Regions from separate parts of the Oryctolagus cuniculus genome. Here region 1 is linked to region 2. The links are chromatin contacts, called in public Micro-C maps. All regions are on one chromosome and are shown on one strand. Each heading gives the region's core, a stretch centred on a gene start, on an enhancer-like site or on the middle of the called end of the contact. The rest is flanking DNA. Distances are from core to core; before and after follow the strand shown.

The links. A called contact is a pair of places that touch in the nucleus more often than the background predicts.
Region 1: a Micro-C map of ear pinna shows a contact between it and region 2, with 2.7 times the contacts expected there. The contact joins two enhancer-like sites. A contact is called at or near these places in 6 of 6 Hi-C or Micro-C datasets (ear pinna, embryonic fibroblasts, liver and 3 more).

What each region holds. Positions count from the first base shown.
Region 1 is chr9:109,954,910-109,960,083 of mOryCun1.1, forward strand. No RefSeq gene overlaps it. Among named protein-coding and RNA genes, the nearest start is that of LRP6, 32 kb to the left of the region's middle. Within about 2 kb of position 1,897, at least 2 of the 8 cell types and tissues checked have an H3K27ac peak or open chromatin away from gene starts, as enhancers often do. A contact at or near this core is called in ear pinna, where this site is marked.
Region 2 is chr9:109,724,101-109,729,454 of mOryCun1.1, forward strand. It overlaps BCL2L14 (BCL2 like 14), which reads left to right. Exons shown (of 8, transcript XM_008259616.4): 6 at 1,861-1,931. Among named protein-coding and RNA genes, the nearest start is that of BCL2L14, 31 kb to the left of the region's middle. Within about 2 kb of position 2,376, at least 3 of the 8 cell types and tissues checked have an H3K27ac peak or open chromatin away from gene starts, as enhancers often do. A contact at or near this core is called in ear pinna, where this site is marked.

The DNA of each region.
Region 1 (5,174 bases), core at 647-3,146, 230 kb after region 2:
GAAAGATGGGAGTCTGAGAGGAGGTAGGAAGGCTCCCCGCAAGGCTAGGGGAAGCCTGCACTACCCTGTCCACTAGGCGGAACTTCCAAGGCCGACTCACTCTCTTCCTTAGCACACTTCTAACATACCTGCTCTGTGGGGCTTTAAATAGCCACGCGATAGGGCTCTTTTGCAAATATTAGGCCACTTATCCTCAAAAATGAAACAGTGAGATAGGCAAGGCAGACAGAACCTCCCAGTCTAGTCACGAGGAAACTGACCCTGGGACAGGATGCAGCTTGTCACAGGTTCCCCTCCCCTCCTCCTCCCCCGGCACATCACAGAGCCCTTTCCCAATCCCAGTGGCCCCAAAAGCTGGGTCAGTGGTGTGTCCCTTGAGTCAAGAGAGTGAAATTGGTGAATTATAGCTAGTAAAATGACTCCTTCTAAAATGGTTTAAAAGGTGTGATAAATAAGAGGGTACTTCAAACAGCTTGTGGAAATGGAGTTAGAAGAGAAGTGTATTTTGGTGCAAAAAAATTTGAAATCCATGCATGCTAGGGGACTCCAAAAAGTTAGCAGGGAATGTGTGTTGTGAAAAAACTATGTGTGGGTTTCAAAATTCTTTTGCACTTAAATAAATGTTTTTAAACATTTTCATTTATTTATTCTTCACTTATTTGAAAGGCAGAGAGATGGAGAGACAGAAAGATCCCATCTGCTGATTCATTCCTCAAATGCCCACAACAGCCTGGCCAAAGCTAGGAATGAGGAATTCAGTCTGGGTCTCCCACAAAGGTGGCAGGGACCCAAGTACTTGGGCCATCTTCTGCTGCCTTCCCAGAAGCATTAGCAGGGAGCTGGATGGAGCAGTCGGAACTCAATCCAGCACCCATATGGGATACTAGCACTGCAGGCAGCATTTTAACCTGCTGCTCTACAATGCCAGGTCCAAGGGACACAAGTACTGAAGCCATCACCTGCTGTCTCTCATGGTGTGCCTTAACAGGAAGCCAGAATAGAAGGTGGAGCCAGGACTCAAACCCAAGTACCTTGAGATGAGGGGTGTGCTTTCCCAAAAGGCAAGAACACCAGGGCATCAGATCAAACATCTGCCTCCTTAAGAAACATCTTTGAATTCCACTGTCCATGAACTTTAGCAAGTACCCCTGTACAAGGTATTCCTTAGGCTCCTAGGCAGGTTCCTGCTCATCTCCTGGGGTTTATGGACCCCTCCCACCTTTAATTCTACCTCCCCACACTCGATGACCAACTGAATGCACAAACAGTGGCTAATGGTCAGACCATATATGGCAATAGAACTCTGACCCACAGCCTCTGTAGCAAGCAGCTGGGGAAGCCAAGTCCTTTGGCTTCCAACTCAGGATCCCTACCACCTTGCCAACACAGAACCAACAAGAAAAAGCCCGATACGCACCCCACACCAATCACATAACATGTCCCACTTCTTGGTGGGTGAGCTCCACTTTCCCCACACCAAGCACCTGCCAGCCAGAGCCTTTTCCCCTTCGTTCTCCACAGCTCTCCCACTGCCCCATCTGCCTTGAGTCTCTGCCAAACGCTAGCGACGTGGCTGACTCCCTTACTACAGCAAGCTCGAAATAAATTGCCTCTGTCCTCGTGCGGGTTGTCTTCATTTACTTCCACATGACTGGATGAATAATAAAAGACATTACAAAGCCGGTTTATGAAAAGGCATCAGTTATTAAACATTTGTAAAGTGCGTTACAATCTTTCAGCATGCTTCGTAAACACCTCGTGAAGTTCTGATGTCCCCATTGCAGAGCTGAGAAAATTGAGAAGGCAACAGGAGGCCGAGTGACTTGCCCCGAGCGTGTACGCAAACACAAATCCTCCTGGGTCTGAGAGCTGTTGTTTATCCACCGTATTTTGGAATCATTACCATTTTAAAGCATTTTACTCTGGGTTGAGTGAATATTAAGAAGTGGATTGTATTTCAATCTGGCAGACGCAAAAGTATTGTTTTTAGTTTGTTTTTCTAAGTTTTAGTAGACACCATATGGCCTCCATTAACTTTACTATGTAGCACAATTCTGAAGATAGTTTCTTTTCCAAAAAATTTTTCACCGTAATTTAACATTTTAAAGTTCAGCGCACATCATCAACCCTTGATACTTGTTTTTCTCAATATTGGGCTTTTTTCCCTCTCCACTGCAGGGGAGAAGGAGGAGACCATAAATCCAGCCAAGGATTTGTTCGGTTGTAGTGACTGGGGACAGTGTCCAAAGTTATGTATGGGTGGAGGGAGGGGCGAGCGAGTGTGACAGTGTGGGGCTTTGCTCTTCTGCAGACACGTGGCACCGCAGTTAAGACACCTCTTGGAATGCCCACATCCCCTATTGGAGGACTTGGGTTCGAGTGAGGCTGCAGGTGATGGCTCAAGTGCTTGGGTCCCTGTCACCCATGTGGGATGGAGTTCTGGGCTCCTGGCTTCAGCCTGGCCCAGCCCCGCCTGTTGTGGGCATAAGTGAACGAATGAGGGTGAATAAGTGAATGGTGCGGGTAAAGCTGGTTGTGAGAAGCTGCTAGGGGATGGCAGCTGGCACCGAGTCAGCCTGTCCCGGGTCTCCTCACTTGCCACAGGAGCCATGCCTGGGAGCAGAGGGCACGCTGCCAGGGAATGCGGTTCCCAGGGCCTGAGCAGCTGAGGGTGGTGCTGAGCAGAAGGCAAAAGCATAGCAGGACGAGGGGCAGCCCAGGCCTGAGCTTAGGAAGAGCCCCTCTCCTAGGGTGGGCAATTCTTTCTTTTTAAGAAGTTTTTGAATTTTGAAATATTTATTTGAAAGGCAGAGTGGAGAGAGAGAGAGGAGAGAGAATCTTCTACCCCCTGGGTCGCTCCCCAAATGCCCAAAACACACAGGGCTAGGCCAGGCCAAAGCCATCTGGAACTCCATCTGGATTGCCCCGTGGGTGGCAGGGCCCCGAGTACTTGGGCAATCGCTTGCTTCCACCCAGCATGCACATTAACAGGAAGCCGGAATCAGAAGCAGAAGCGTGATGCCGGCAGCCCCAGCAGCGGCTTAACCCACTGTGCCACACTACTCACGTCCAGCTTGGATTCTTCTTGTCTGGCTGTATTTGGCTTCCTTTCATCCCAAGAAAAGGCCAAAAGCTTGTGTTCGGAGTTTAGAAGATGTGCGAACTCTCTCGTTAAAGTGTTTATAATCATCAGAACGATAGCATTTAGTCTTCAACAAATCCTAAGTGTCCTCAAATGCTTACGGATCGCCTCCTGAATGCCTGGGACACAGGACGTGTCGCAGCACAAAAAGCAGGCCGCAGAGGTGAGGACCAGGTCTGACCAGTCCTTCAGCTCCCTGAGCTGTCTTTTGCTTATCCTTTACTGCACTGTAATTAGGAAAAGAAGAGGAAGGAAATCAAGGCAAGGGCTGCAGCCACAGGTGTCAGAGATTAACTGAGTCCAGCAGATAAAAGGAAATGGAAGATGAAGGGTGAATCTTACCTCAACTGTTAATACTGCCAGTGAGAGAGATTACCCAGGTAAAAAGACGAAAACAAAACCACAGGCAGGGGCTGGCGCTGTGGTGCAGCGGGTTAAACCCCGGTCTGCAGGACTCTGCAGGACGCATCCCATATGAAATCTGGCTGCTCCACTTCCCATCCAGCTCCCTGCTAATTCACCTGGGAAAGTAGTGGAAGATGGCCCAAGTGCTTGGGCCCCTGTCACCCGTGTGGGAGACTTAGAGGAAGCTCCTGGCTCCTGGCTTCGGACTGGCCCAGCTTTGGCCATTGCGGCCATTTGGAGAATGAACCAGCGGATGGAAGACCTCTCTCTCTCTCTCTCTCGGCCTCTGCCTCTCTGTAACTCTGCCTCTCAAGTACATAAATAAGTCTTTTAAAAAAAAAAGTGCAGGCAATTCTGCTGGTTCTTGATTAAATGTATATAAGCATCAGAATTACAGAATTTTCTCTTTAACAAATCCTATGTGTTCTCATTTTATTTTTTTGGTAAAGATTTGTTTTATTTTATTTATTTGACACAGAGAGAGGGAGAAAGAAAGGCCACGGAGAGATCTTCTATCTGCTGGTTCACTCCCCAAATGGCCACAACAGCTGGAGCTGGGACAGTCTGAAGACAGGTGTCTGGAGTTTCATCCGGGTATCACACGTGTTTGACAAGGGCCCAAGCACTTGGGCCATCTTCCGCTGTTTTCGAAGGTGCATTAGCAGGGAGCTGAATCCTAAAGGGAGTAGTTGGGACTCAAGCTGGCACTTAGATACGAGATGCTGCCATCGCAGGAGGGGGCTCAACCCACTGTGTCACAATGCCATCTTCATTTTCTTTTCCTTAAATGTAAATGGGGCCGGCGCGGCTCAATAGGTTGATCCTCTGCCTGAGGCGCCAGCACACCAGGTTCCAGTCCCGGTCAGGGTGCCGGATTCTGTCCCGGTTGCCCCTCTTCCAGGCCAGCTCTCTGCTGTGGCCCGGGAAGGCAGTGGAGGATGGCCCAGGTCCTTGGGCCCTGCACCCCATGGGAGACCAGGATAAGCACCTGGCTCCTGCCTTCGGATCAGCACAGTGTGCCGGCTGCAGCGCATCGGCCATTGTTGGGTAAACCAATGGAAAAGGAAGACCTTTCTCTCTGTCTCTCTCACTGTCCACTCTGCCTGTCAAAAAAAAAAAAAATGTAAATGGACATTGCTCATTGAGAACAAGGGAAATAACAAGTGCTTACTAAAAAATGTTTAAATGACATACTACCTAATGAGCCACGAAACTCAAAATGAGACTCTGCCCTCCCCAGGGCCTGGGTGTGTGTTAGCAGATGCATTGTCATACCCCGCCTCGCTGGAACACAGTGTGGTGGGAGAATATTGAACCAAAGGCCTCACTCCTACTTTGGACTGTTAGCTAACTGACGTGAGAATTAGGGAACAAATCACTTAGATCCTGAGTCTGATTTTGGCCATAAATGTACCCTAAAAATTACCACCATTAAAACTTCCCCACAAATAATTATAAGGGCACACACGTTCTGTGAGCTCATCCTCTCTATAGGCTAAGTACACTGTATTAACTCAGCCCGGCAGACAGAAATAAACAAGATGAAAATGATTGTCTACTGATCCCTCAGCACGTGGTCTTAGTTAAAGTGGGAGTACACTTTAAAAGGGCACCTGGATATTATCCT
Region 2 (5,354 bases), core at 1,126-3,625:
GGAAAATATAGTCTTAGGCTTGATCCCGTCACCAGTGGTCCTGGACCAATTTGCCTTTCACAGAGTTGAAGCATGAACCTAGAGATTTATATTGCTTTGGGGGCTGTCACTTACTAGGTCTGGTGTAGAACTGAGAAGTAGTGACCAGACTGAGCCAGCCGCCACCAGAACCATAGCAATAACTGGAGTACTGATGAGTACTCCAGTACTCCCACTCCCACTCCCACTGATTGTGGGAGCACTGGGCTCTGAAGGGACAGTGGAGGGGAACAGGACCAAGTGCTCACAGAAGGAGGGAAGCTGGTTCTGCTTAGCCGCACGAATGATGTTCCCCTCTCTCTTCCCAAACTCTAGTGGAGGATGTGAGCCAGAGGTGGCCCTTGAGTTTTTAGCTCCCCAAAGCACAAGGCAGAAGTTCTCCCTGCAAAGACGTTGGCAGCTCCAACCCCTGAAGCAGAGTGGTAGCTCTATCCACCCCTGGTGGTAGGGTAGGGGCCACCAACTGCCACAGAGGCTTCGAGCAAGGAGAGTCCTCCACTCTCCCAGAGAGCAGCAGCAGATAAAAGCTGCTCTCCGGCTGTGGACACCTTTTCTTCTCGCCAGTACCCGGAGTCTCAATCTTCCCATCCGCCTCTGGGTTTGGAACACACTGGGACTTGTTGCACCAATGCCGGGCCTCCTTTGTCTTCTTATCTGGGACAAGCACGAGGGCCCTATGGCTCCAGAGACTACCAGAAGTAAGAAGCAGCATTCTCTCAGTAACTGGCTTTTCTCTGGAGTATGTTCTGTAGCAATACCACTCTCATCATGCTTAGTTGTTAACAAGTTATTTTTATAATTATTCATTTTTATTTATTTGAGAGACAGAGAGAGGAAGAATGCTCCCATCCACTGGTTTACTCCCCAAATGCTCAAAACATCCAGGGCTGGACCAGGCTGAAGCCAGGAGCCAGGAACTCAATTCTGGTCTCCCATGTGGCTGGCAGGAATTTAGTTACTTGAGCCATCACCTGCTGCCTCCCATCCCCCGCTGCACTGACAGCAGGAGCCAGAAACTGGACCTGGAACCTAGCTACTCTGGTTTGGGATGCATGTATTTTAACTTCTAGGCCAAACACCTGTCCCAGTTGTTAACAAGTTTTGAGACAAGAAAAATCATAGTCTACCTCACCCATTCCAACAGATACATCACAAGCCAATGATAGCCATGTCACTATCTGCCTGCATGGGGTGGGGAATTGTATTAATTTGTTTATACCTCATCTTATTATGTAGACATGACCTATGAAGAATAAATTTTAACCAGATAAAATAATTCAAATGTGAAAGATAATGTAAAAAAAACCCCAAAATGTGAAAATAAAACCAACTTAGGAGTGAGGTTGATTCTCAAGATGCAGGCCAGAGAGACCGTTCTCCCTCTCGGCTCAGTACTTTCAAGCAGCTAACACAAAGTGAGCAATCTAATCCAATATAGCGTCCAAGGAAAAGGTGCCTACTACTGGGGAAAAGTCTAAAACCCACAGGGAATTTCTCCCATCTTCATAAACTGGATTACGGGGAGAAGGACTGAGGCTTTCCACAACATTCTCTTGGCAAAAACCATGACGAGCGTCATGGTGAAAACTGGGGGGCCGAGCAAAGAGGAGGAAAAAGGGAAATGAGGGAACGCAGGGGAAGTAGCCGAATGGTTCGGTCTGATCGGAAGAGGTAAGGTAAGGCTTGATTGCAAAGAGTGAGAAAGCATGTCTTTTCTTTATTCCCTCACCAAGCCACAAGCATTGCCAGTGCAGAAACTTAAGATGATGATTATTATTTTTTGCCTCTCTAAAGAGAAATAACTGGAATTTCTTCCTTCAGATGAAGAAGACCAAATAATAGCCAAGCTTGTCGAGCTTCTGAAATATTCAGGAGATCAGTTGGAAAAAGAGGTATGAAACTTGTTCAACTCCTGTGATTGCTTTCTGTGCCCATGCAATAGTGCACGAGAACGGAATTGCACTCCAGGTTGTAACTGACTCTTTTCAAAGTTCTAGTTTCCACTTGGGCCTAAGTTTTATTTCCCTTGGAGCCCAAATTCTTCACGCTGGCAGCATCTCAACAATGAATTACTTTGGAAAGCACAAGTAACCCTTCTGGAGCCTTTTTGGAATTTTTGGAAACTAAGTACGCAAGTTTATTATTGCAAGGAAAGATGCCAGTAAATTAAAATGTGCTGAGTAGAATTGTTCAGCTCCTTCCCCGTGTAACTGATCCACAGCAAAGTTGAGACTCTCGCGTCTGCTCTGCCTGGATTTCTGAGACGCACACTTGCCAGAGGCTGGAGCCCTTTTCGAAATCTCCCTCCCTCCTTGGAGTTGCCAGACTCTGCTCGAGGTGTGGTTGAGCAATTGGACCAGGGAGGCGGGTTTGTGTTACTTGGAGAATTGTGGACTTGAGAAGTTGAGACCAATCTTTCTAATCAGGAACATGTGCCAGAGCTGCCTGTAGGTAAGAGCTGGCGAGCAAGCACACGGGGTAGTCAGAGGGGCCTCTCTGCTTCTGAACACCGACTCCTCTGTGTCCCTCCCCCACAGACCACGGAGTCACCTCGAGGGCCCACCAATCAGGGTCTGGCTCACGGAATCCTGTCCTTGTGTTGCCAGTCCCCATGGAGAGGGAGTCGGGCCCCCAGGGCTCACACAGGAGCTGGGCAGCCTCTCTCTCCTGGCGCAGTGTGCTCACGGCTCCTCTCAACAGCTCTGTCAGGAGTGCACTCAGGGCACGGTCTCCAGGAGCAGGGAGGGCCTCAGAGACGGCACAGAAGGAGAAATGGGGAGAAAACCAGGAATATTAGGCTAAAGACAAGAGAAGGGGGTGTATGAGTGGAGGGTGCGGAGCGGGGCAGAGCCACCAGGAAACAGCACATGACCCGGATTTAAGGGCCACTTGCGTATCTCCAGAACCAGCACCATGGAAGTTGTGGGACAACTGCTTTCTTCCCATCGTAAGAATCAACTTTCTGGCCCTGCAGGCCCTGCAGAGAAAGGGTCTTTCTGTTGCCAGAATTGTGAGATGTCAGCAACCAGCGAGCAGCTCAGCACCCACACTTTAGTTCAGTGCCCACACCTTTGAGGGCATCGGTTCTTCACCAGCTCTAAGGTTCTGTGGCTGTCATGGCACCTTCCTTCCCAGCCTCCCTGCGTGGTGACTTGAGGAGCCTCCAGAGGTCACGGAGGTCAGGAGGTGGAGTGAGGGCCGCCCCCTGGGTTGTGAAGAGAGATGCTTTCCTTTTTACCCCAAACCGCCACTCTCAGCAACCTTGCCGTGCCTGACGCACTCTCCTAATGACTTCAGGTGATAGTTACATTATTCAGAGAGACGGCTACCAGGTTATTCTCGCTACACACTCATCCAGAAGAGTCTGGTAGGCACACACGATAGGGCTGATCTTGCACTGAGTGGGTGGTGAGTGCCCTGCAGTCTGGGAAAGCAATGCTGGGGAGAGAGCCAGGCCACAGCCATGGAGTGCTACAAAGCCACCCACTGCCAAGAGCACACAGTGGCCCATCCTGCACCTGCCAGAGAGGACAAAAAGCTGTGTAACTGCAAGGGAAGGGCAAGGAGAGTGGGGAAGGGGAGGTGCTCTGTGCAAGGTGTTTCTGTTGACATTTAATTCTTTTTATTATTGTTGTTAATTTAGTTTCATTTATTTGAAAGATAGAGATCTTTCATCCACTGGGTCACTCACCAGATTCTAGCAATAGCTAGGGCTGGGCCAGGCCAAAGTCAGGAGCTGAGGATTCCATTCAGGTCTGCCATGTGGGTAGCAGGGGCCCAAGTACTTGAGCCATCACTGCTGTGTCCGAGGGAACACATGAACAGGAAGTTGGGACCTGGAGCAGAGCCAGGACTCAAATCTAGGCACTTTGATATGAGTTATTGGCATCCTAAGCAGTGTCTTCACCACTATGCCAAACACCCACCACTGGTGTTTGATTCTTTGACTCTTCTGGTAGGATCCAGATGTCCAGACACCTACTAAGGTCTGGAGCCAGCCTTCTTTAGCTGGACACTGGCAAAGAGAAGTCCTGTCTGGGTGCGGAAGAAGCTGTCATTCCTGCTTCAGATTTGTAAATTACACAGGATCCTTGTCACCCAATGTTGGGGGGTGAGTGTGGTTCAGATAAAGGACATGGCTCCACCAAAATTTCACATAACATCTAAGTGATCTTCCAAATATCCCTCTTAGAAACAGTATTTGTTGAACACCTGCTTAGCTTATAATTCCTCACGGACAGAACTTAAGGGATTTTTCTTTTTTTTTTTTTTTATTTTTGACAGGCAGAGTGGACAGTGAGAGAGAGAGACAGAGAGAGAAAGGTCTTCCTTTGCCGTTGGTTCACCCTCCAATGGCCGCCGCTGCAGCCGGCGCACCGCGCTGATCCGATGGCAGGAGCCAGGAGCCAGGTGCTTATCCTGGTCTCCCATGGGGTGCAGGGCCCAAGCACCTGGGCCATCCTCCACTGCACTCCCTGGCCATAGCAGAGAGCTGGCCTGGAAGAGGGGCAACCGGGACAGAATCCGGCGCCCCGACCGGGACTAGAACCCGGTGTGCCGGCGCCGCAAGGTGGAGGATTAGCCTATTGAGCCACGGCGCCGGCCCTTAAGGGATTTTTCAAACAAACCTTTAGACCTTTCGCCCTAGGAAGCTTCTGATTTCACATAGGATCCTTGACATTAACAGACATTGCAAGCGTGGCCTTCAGTGAGAAAGGAATTAAAAGACAATGCAAATTTTCTACGAGTTTTCTAAAGCCTCTTCATGTGACTTGATGACAAGGCCTGATGTTTCAAAAGGAGCAGAGGAAGTATTGGTTTTCTTAAAAGTAAAGCAGGTAGTCCAAAGCAGGTAAAGACACCAGGTCTAAGGAAGTGGTTGGAGATAAAATTGATTGGGTAGAACATAATGGGAAAGAAATCAATGGATTTGTTCTTTTAAAAGGTGAACCTATGCACTTCAGGGAGTCTTTCCTGACCTCCCCCAGCCCCAACCCCCAGTGTCCTGCAAAAAGACTGACATTTCCAGAGTACCTCCTCCATGTCCAACATTAGGCTGAGATCTAAGTCAACAGGTGCCATCTAGAGATGACAGTACTGAGCCCCAGAGGCTAAGCAATTTCCCCAAGCTCACACAGCTAGTAGGAAGGAAGATAGGTGTGAGCCAAGATTTCCAAGCTTTAGGTTGTTACACTACCCCCAGCCACACACCTGGCATTGTTCTACAACTTTCACCTGACTTGGGGCACCTTGAGTGAGGACCTGAAGAACTGCCCATCGCAAGTGCCCAGGAAACATGTGTTGAGTGACGAATG